Regions from separate parts of the Macaca mulatta genome. Here region 2 is linked to region 1. The links are chromatin contacts, called in public Hi-C maps. All regions are on one chromosome and are shown on one strand. The core of a region is the stretch at or near the end of the contact, and the rest is flanking DNA. Distances in the headings are between cores, read along the strand shown. Region 1 holds the start of ACTRT3 (actin related protein T3). Region 2 holds the start of SKIL (SKI like proto-oncogene).

Region 1 (4,086 bases), core at 1,299-3,798:
GGGGAGCTATAACTTGCACAGCGGTGTTAGCAGGAGCCATCTTTGCTATATCCTTAACTAGCCGCTTGTCTAAACCAGGGAAAGAGGTTGATCCCCCGGCAAGGATAATATTGGAAAAGAAGGAATTCCTCAGGCCTGTATCACATTTCATTATGCTGCTAAGGCATATCTTATCAATGCCAGGGGCCTCAAGGTTCATACAACATGGAGAGAAGAGGGCCTCTGGACAAGAAAAGAGCTGGTCATGGAGCCGGACGACCTGCCCATCAGGTAGTTGGTAAACTTTCTCTAGACAATCAGGTTTCTTGGCCATTTCCTCTTCGTAGTTCATTGCCACATAACAAAAGGTCTCCTTGATGTCTTCAACAATCTTTCTGTCCGAAGCACTAAGCAACATGATACCATGGTTCTTCATTAGCACCATGAGGTAGTTGGTGAGGTCAAGGCCCGCCAGATCCAATTGCTGCACACCATGAGGCAGACAGTAACCCTCAAAGATGGGCACACTCTGGGTAACCCCAGCACCTGAATCCAGCACAAGACCAGTAGTGAAGCCAGCAGCAAAGAGAGCCAGCACAGCCTGGATGGACATATAGAAGGCAGGAACACCCAGATGCTCAAAAAACACTTCCACGATCTGTTGCCGGTTGGCCAGTGGGTTCAGGGCTGGCTCAGTAATCAAGACTGGGCCATCACACGGCTTCAGCTTTAGGTTATAGTCATAGATATGCTTCCACATGATCTCCATGTCATCCCATGAAGTAATGAGACCACGCTCCACTGGGTAACTGTAGGGAGAGCACTAAGATCAATGACAGCTTTTTATTTTTCTAGTTCTATTGTCTTTGACCCTCAGTTAATTCCCCGTGTTTATTACCAATATCCCTTTATGGGCAATAACTGCCACAGCCTCTCACAGAAGGTAAATGTCAGCAAAAATTAGCACAGCTACTTACCTCTGCAATTTTTGTTGCTTTCTATTTTCTCTCTCCTTTGGAAGTTTGTGACTTTTAAAAAATTGGGAAATGTCCACATTATAGTATAGTTTAAGTGTCAATTGAAGAGAATAACCCAAGTGACAAAAGGAACCATGAGTTAATATTCTTTTTTGTTTGTTTGTTTGTTTTGGAGACGGAGTCTCACTCTGTCACCCAGGCTGGAGTGCAGTGGCGCCATCTCAGCTCACTGTAAGCTCCGCCTCCCAGGTTCACGCCATTCTCCTGCCTCAGCCTCCCGAGTAGCTGGGACTACAGGCACCCACCACCTCACCCGTTGTGTTTTCTTAGTAGAGACGGGGTTTCACCTGGTTAGCCAGGATGGTCTCGATCTCCTGACCTCGTGATCCGCCCATCTCGGCCTCCCAAAGTGCTGGGATTACAGGCTTGAGCCACCGCGCCCGGCCGAGTTAATATTCTTAAATGAATTCGTTGGATAACTTTATACGTTTGAATGCATTTGATAGCCACAGAGAGCAAAATGTTCAATTTTTTAGATGTGTGGTACCCATGGAGATTTGTGGCCCGCGCGTTTGTAGTAACTCCAGCTGGCTGGGGTTTTCCTGCTCCCTGCTTCCTTATCCTTTCTGTCCCCATTGCGCACCTCCTTTGGGGTTCTTCCCTGCCCCACCCCAACACCCCCAGTACCCCCGCCCCCAGCCAACCCAACCCCAGCCCCACCCCCAACCTCCCCAGCCCCGCCCCCCGCAACCTCCCCAGCCCCGCCCCCTCAACCTCCCCAGCCCCGCCCACCGCAACCTCCCCAGCCCCGTCCCCCAACCCCCCAGCCCCGCCCCCCACAACCTCCCCAGTCCCACCTCACACAACCTCCCCAGTCCCACCTCCCCAGCCTCCCCAGCCCCACCCCACACAACCTCCCCAGCCCCACTCCCCTACAACCTCCCCAGCCCCACCAGTCTTGCTGGGAGAAGGAGGTACCTGATGGACAGCGAGCTCCTCCAGTCCTGAGCTTGGTCACCCACGCAGAGTTCTAACCCGCCCGGCGCCGCGCGGCTCTGGCCCTTGGCGCGGCCGATGATGTTCGGGTAGATAAACTGGGGCTCCCTGCTCCCAGCCAGGCCCGCCTTGATCACTCCCGAGCCGTTGTCGATCACCACCGGAAGCTGGCAGTGGTTCATGCCGCCGCTGCCGCCGCCGCCTCCTGTCTCTGGGCCGCTCTGGCTGCGGGCTCTGCCGGGGCCGACTGCCTGAAACGCCGCGTCACAGAGGCCCCGGCACGGCCCAGTGAGGCTCGAGTCCTGGGGCGCAGGCGGGGGTTCGGGAGGCCCCCAGGCGCAAGGACTCGCTGGACGCACTGTGCTCCTCATGTCACCGCCCGCTATTGCTTCTCGCAGGAACTGGGCCACCCCAACCCCTGGAATCCCGGAATCCTAGTATCAGGAAAACCCGACTTTCCCATCAAAAGATTCAACTCTAACACTTAACAAGTGCATTTCTCAAATACCCAGAAGAGCTATAAAAGCAGTTTTATTTTCCAAAGCCACTGAATTCTGCTTAACTGGTGGCGGTTCCGGGGAGTTCTAGAATTCGCCCTTGAAACTGGGGAAAAATGAGACTTAAAAGGGGAAAGTTGTCGCAGGAAGGGAGGCAGTGTCTGCTTCTGAAACGTTAAACTTCTAAAATAAGGAGAAAAATGCTAGAATTTAAATGAGTTTTAAGTACGTTTGTTATTTTTTCTGTACACTGGGCAATGCTTTGTTGTGTTTCTTCCTGTGATTTCCAAGCAAAATATACGCAATTAAAATAGTAGTTCCTCGAATTATATTAATTCGAATTATATCCTTCTGGTGTAATCTGCAAGCCTCATTCCCTACTCTTGATTTTTAGACTGAAGGACGTGCCCGCCTTTTTGGAGGAAAAGTGAAGTTTCTCAGGTCATAGGAAATTCAAGTTTGGAAAAATTTAAAAGTACATTGCTTGTCAATAAACGCATCTTGGTGTCTGATTCTGCATACCCTGTAGAGAATTTTAAAATAAGCAGTCAATTTAGAACCTCTGCTTGGTCTTCATAAGCAAAAGGAGGAAATTCAAAAGTAATTTTACACGTCCTTCCACCAGCAGCTGAAAGGATGGCTTTTTCGCGGCTAAATAACGAAAGTTGCCTGCTTCGCCCCGGAGTCTGAGCAGCTGAACCTGCGGAAAGGATGTATAATAAAACCTTCTTTCCCAGGAGGCAAAAAAAAAAAAAGTGCACCCAAAGGAAGGGCAACTCGGGAGTGCCTGGTTTCTACCGCGGTACCCAGGCGCTTTGGAAGAAAGTGCATGCAGATTCAAGCTTTTGAAACGGTTTCGCTCCACCAATTGGGCATAGATTTTTCACTTGGAATTGCGAATTGACACATATATATATCAAGGACTCCACAACAAAAACCATGCAGCGGGGTTTCCGTAGTGTAGTGGTTATCACGTTCGCCTAACACGCGAAAGGTCCCCGGTTCGAAACCGGGCGGAAACAGCTCGACAGACGTTCTTTTCTTTGCTTGAAAGAAAGCGTGAGATCACTTTTTTTTTTTGAGGTCAGCGTGAGATTAATATATATCGGTCTTTCAAAAGACATGATCTTGATAGCAATTTGAGAGTTTGAACCGTAAGTTTTTATGTTACTTTATTCGTTCACCAAATGTTTTTATGGAAGCCTTGCCACGTGGAACACGTGCCCCGGGTTTTAAAAAATGAATTTGACTCACCAGCTAATACATAAAGAATACTGTACAGCCTAGAAGGAAAGATCAAAGTGTAAAAGTGGTTAGTCCTGTCGCCTCCTGAGCGTTTTTGTATTATGTCACTTGGTTTTTCGTCTGAAGTGTATGTAAATAATCGTATTAAAAATCTTCTACTCCAGACGCAGGAAAACCTTTTCCGGTATAAAGCCCACCTTCCTCTAATGTTGCGCATGCCCACTGTGCCCAGCTGCTCCGCTTTCGTGCATCCCAGACTTCTGTCACCAGGTAAGGGCATCTTGGAAGCTGAGCCACAGTTGGCTGGGGCACAAAAAAAACAGGGGGTGCCAAGAGTTTTCAGGTTCGTAAGCGGGAAAGGGGTGCCGAGTCTCAGCTAAAAAATCCCCCAT
Region 2 (3,880 bases), core at 997-3,496, 580 kb after region 1:
AGTGATTTTAATTTGATGCATTTTGTACTTTGACCAATAAGGGAAAAATAAATGCCCTCAATTTTGATTGGTTCTAGTCATACTTGCCGGTCACTATTTGTCAAACCATTGCACAGAATATCACAGGCATGAAAGATCTCTCAAAAACAGATTTCTGAGGAATGCAAATAAACAGAATGGGGAGGCGGATTAATGTGTTTGATTTCTCAAAAGTCTATTTACTGTCCAATTTATCTTGGTTCTTGGACATGCTAGCAAGTAATTATTCTTATGGCTGGTAAAATGACTACTAAACATTTATTAATAATTGCAGTTTCAGAATTACTTTTTTTTTTTTTTTTTTTATTAAGCAGTCATGTGGGTTTCTAAAAATTGTTCCTTCTGGCTAGACACAGGAGCCAGGTGCTGAGTTGACCTGGTGCGAAGTTTCAGGATTGTCCAGTCTTCACAGCAGATCTTCAGCCAGGCCTTCTGAATATTCTCACAGTTACAAAATCTATCCCCCCAGACTCGCAGATGCTGTTTTTCCCCCACTGGCTCTGCACAGAACATCATTATCTTTGCCAAGCTTCTGTCTCTATGGCAATAACAGATGGGAAGTGCTGTGGAATTATTCATGTTCAGGAAAGGAGGCAGTCAAGAAGGAAGAAAAGGGGGGCGGGGTGGAGAGGGGGCACGACCTGGGAGCTCGGCGGTGGGGGCCTAAGGAAGGGAACTTGGGTGGAGGTGCAGCGAGTGGTGGGGATTGGGAGGCTTGTGAGCCTTTCGGAGGCCTGTTGTGAGGAAATAATAATAAAAAAAATATACGAGCACAAGTATTTCCAGCCGGCCGACTCCAAATGTGGGCCCCCATAGGAATAACTCGAGGCAGTAAAACTAGAAGAAATTGGACGAAAATGGGGGAAAAAAAGGGACAAAGCTCGAGTCTCCTGAATTCTGTGCACTGCTACTCGGTGGACTATTTCAGTTCCCGATCTTGTGGTGGGGTGGAGAAAAGGGGATTTCTTGGTGTTTCGAAATGTGACGGAGCAGCTCTGCAGAGTTCAATATGCTAATCGGCTACCCTGGGAACCAGGAAGACCACCCTACACGCCTCAGAGGGTCACAGCCGGAAAGCTCTTGAGTCCTATATTCCCAACCTCGTCTCGTCACTCTCCAAAAAAAAAAAAGAAAAAGGCCTCAGTAAACACTGTAAAAACCTGTAATTTATAGCTCCCTTCTGGAACCGAGAGAGCAGCCTGGTGGGGTGGAGGCAGGAGGCTGGGGAGCAGGGATAGAAATGTTTGCTCTCGGTTTTGCCAGAACTTTGGCCACCCCTCCCGCCCGACCCGATGGCGGATGGAGGTCAGCCAGGGGAAGGCGTCTGGGTGGAGGCCGCTCGGGCGAGGCCGGGGCCGCCGGGGCGGGGCGGAGCGCCGGCAGCTGGCTGGGCGGCCCTTGGGCAGGAGGCCCCGAGGGGGCGAGGGGCAGCCCAGGAGGGAGGTCCCGCGGGGGCGGGGAGCAGAGCCGGCCCCCGGGGCCCTGCAGGGCGGCCGCCGCCCGGCTGCCTCCGGGGCGGGGCGGCCCAGCTGCGGCCCAGCAGGGGGAGGGTCGCCCGTGCCTGACCTCGGGCGGCGGCGCTCTGCCGGGCGAGCACTGCCTCCGCCCTGCCGGCTGCTGGGGTCGCGCACAGTGCACGGCGTGGCTGCCCTGCCCCCTCTTCCCCGCTGCGCGGCGTCCGAGCGGCCAGGGCGCCCCCGGGTCTGGCCCATCACCACAGAGCGGCGGGTGGGGCGGGGGCGGGGCGGTGGCCCCAGACAGCCGGCTGGGCGACTAAAGGAAGGAAGGAAGGAGGGAGGGCGGCGGTGAGGGTGGGGTGGGGAGGGAACATCCTGTCTGCGCCGGGTGCACCGCAGACAGCGCCGCGCGCCAGCCGCCCAGACGGCGCGCGGGGCCAGAAGCGCCGGGCGCGCGCCTGGGGGGAGGGGCACGCGCGCGAGACGACTGGGCCGGGGGGTGCCCTGAGGAGCTACAATAGGCCAGACGGCGCGCGCGTCCCCGAGGGGGTCGGGAGCCGCGAAGTGGCGGCGGCGGCGGCGGAGACGCCGGCGGTCCCGCGCGCGCGGCGCCGCCGCTGGCTTCGTTCCCTTCCCCTCCCCCTCCCCGCCGCCCTCGCTCTCCCCCGGGCGGCCGGAGACGGCGGCGGCGTCTGCGGGAAGCCGTGTGTCTCCGCAGTGACGTGGGCGGGCCGAGGACTCGGTGACGTCAGAGGGCTGTGTGTAGCGATGTGTGTGGGGTTCGGAGCGGCGCCGGCACAGCCGAAGGGAGCGGGCGAGCGGCGACGGCGGCGGCGGGCACAGGTGCGGCTCCGGCTCACGGCTGGGACGCGGCGGAGGCGGCGGGAGGCCAGAGGCGCTCACCCTCCTGGGAGCCCGACGGTGGCGACAGGGGCGGTGGGGAGTTCACAAAGCTCGTGGAGCTTCCCGGGCACCGAGGCCCGAGTAGGGGGTTTGGATGCGCGGGTCCCGGGGGGGGGGTCGGGGCCAGAGGGGGTCGCTAGGCGCGTGTCCCACAGCTGATCACGCTTCGTTGGCCCCAGGCGGTGGGCGCGGGCAGGGCAGGGCGCTGCACTTGACGGGAGCCGCGGGGACCCCGGAGACCCGGACGCCCGTCACCGCCCCCCTCCCCCACTCCAGCAGCGCTCCGCGGGGATGCCCTGGTCTCGACCCGGTCCGTCAGCCCCCGGCGGCGCGGGGATCCGCTCTCGGCGCCTGAACTGCCCCAATGCCCTCTTCGTTCTGGCCCGGGGCTGGCGGGGGGAGGTGCACCATTAGGGTCGCTGAGGTGACACCCGAGAACTTCCCAGGGAGTGGGCGCGCGGAGGGGGGGGGATTTCCACAGTCCTTCCCGCGGCCCCCGCGGGGGGGCGGTGTTGGGAGGGCACTTGGGGTTATCCCAGGCTCGCGGGTGGGGGTGGGGGGACTCCTCCCTTTACTTCCCTCCGCCCCCTTGCACACCCACCCCCAGGCTTCCCGTGTCCCTTGTTCTCCCCCTCTTCGGGTTAGAGATAGGTGGGTGGCTTTGAGTGGGCGGAGGACTTCAGGGTTTTAGGGGCTCCCGCATTCTAGGGCATGCCTCTTGCCCTCTTCCTTGGCCTGTGTTGACTGAGGTGTGTTCTCGTGGTGGACAAAAATCTGTACGATGGTTGGTGGCATTGGTCCTTAATCCTTTGGGTCTGTTTTAAGGTAAATTGCTGAGAGTTTGGGAAGTAAAAATTTCTATTTATTGGATTTATTTTGGGTTTTCTCTCAAGAAGGAAGTAGAAGAGTCTTTTCTTTTCCCCTCTTCCTCCATTTGCATTCTTTGTGAGGTTTGTCTGCCTTGTGCTTTTTGTCCCGGATTAGTCTTGTTCAAGGTTGGAGATTCCCAGGTGTGGAGTCTATAGCTTTTGGCTTCCATTAAGTAAAATCGCTAACCTTTTAAAGAGAGAGTTAATTTTTGTCTACAGTTATTTCAGAAAATTAGTGTACATGGACTAGCTGAATTAATTCACTTAAAATTGTAACTTGGTTACATATGGTAGATATGTTAACTCCTATCTGATTTTTTTGGATGAAACTGTTTTTTTTTTTTTTTTTTTAAATAGGAGATGAAGTAATGGATTTTTTTCCTCCCTTAAAATGGCATAACTGAGAAAGCCTCTGGTACTGATTGAGATGATCTGTTTAAGAGTCTTCATGTTCTGAACTCGAATGGCCTTTTGTGTTGTATTATTGCTAGCTTTCTCCAACTCCAAATTGCTTTCCTATTTAAATGAATGTTCTTCTAGTAAACTGGTGTTAGATTTAAAGAAATCACTCAAGCTTCACCTTTGGTAAAGTGAACTCAGTTTAAGATTGAG

Evidence for each region. Hi-C and Micro-C count contacts between places; a contact is called where the count stands out from the background.
Region 2: a contact with region 1 is called in a Hi-C map of fetal cortex germinal zone, with 3 times the contacts expected there. The contact joins the promoter of SKIL here to the promoter of ACTRT3 in region 1. A contact is called at or near these places in 2 of 14 Hi-C or Micro-C datasets (fetal cortex germinal zone and liver).

What each region holds. Positions count from the first base shown.
Region 1 is chr2:81,486,402-81,490,487 of T2T-MMU8v2.0, forward strand. ACTRT3 (actin related protein T3) reads right to left here and starts at 2,549. Exons shown (of 2, transcript XM_001093250.5): 1 at 1,935-2,549; 2 at 1-788. The coding sequence starts at 2,323. TRNAV-AAC (transfer RNA valine (anticodon AAC)) reads left to right here and starts at 3,399; the gene lies at 3,399-3,471.
Region 2 is chr2:82,070,459-82,074,338 of T2T-MMU8v2.0, forward strand. SKIL (SKI like proto-oncogene) reads left to right here and starts at 2,247. Exons shown (of 7, transcript XM_077991676.1): 1 at 2,247-2,339.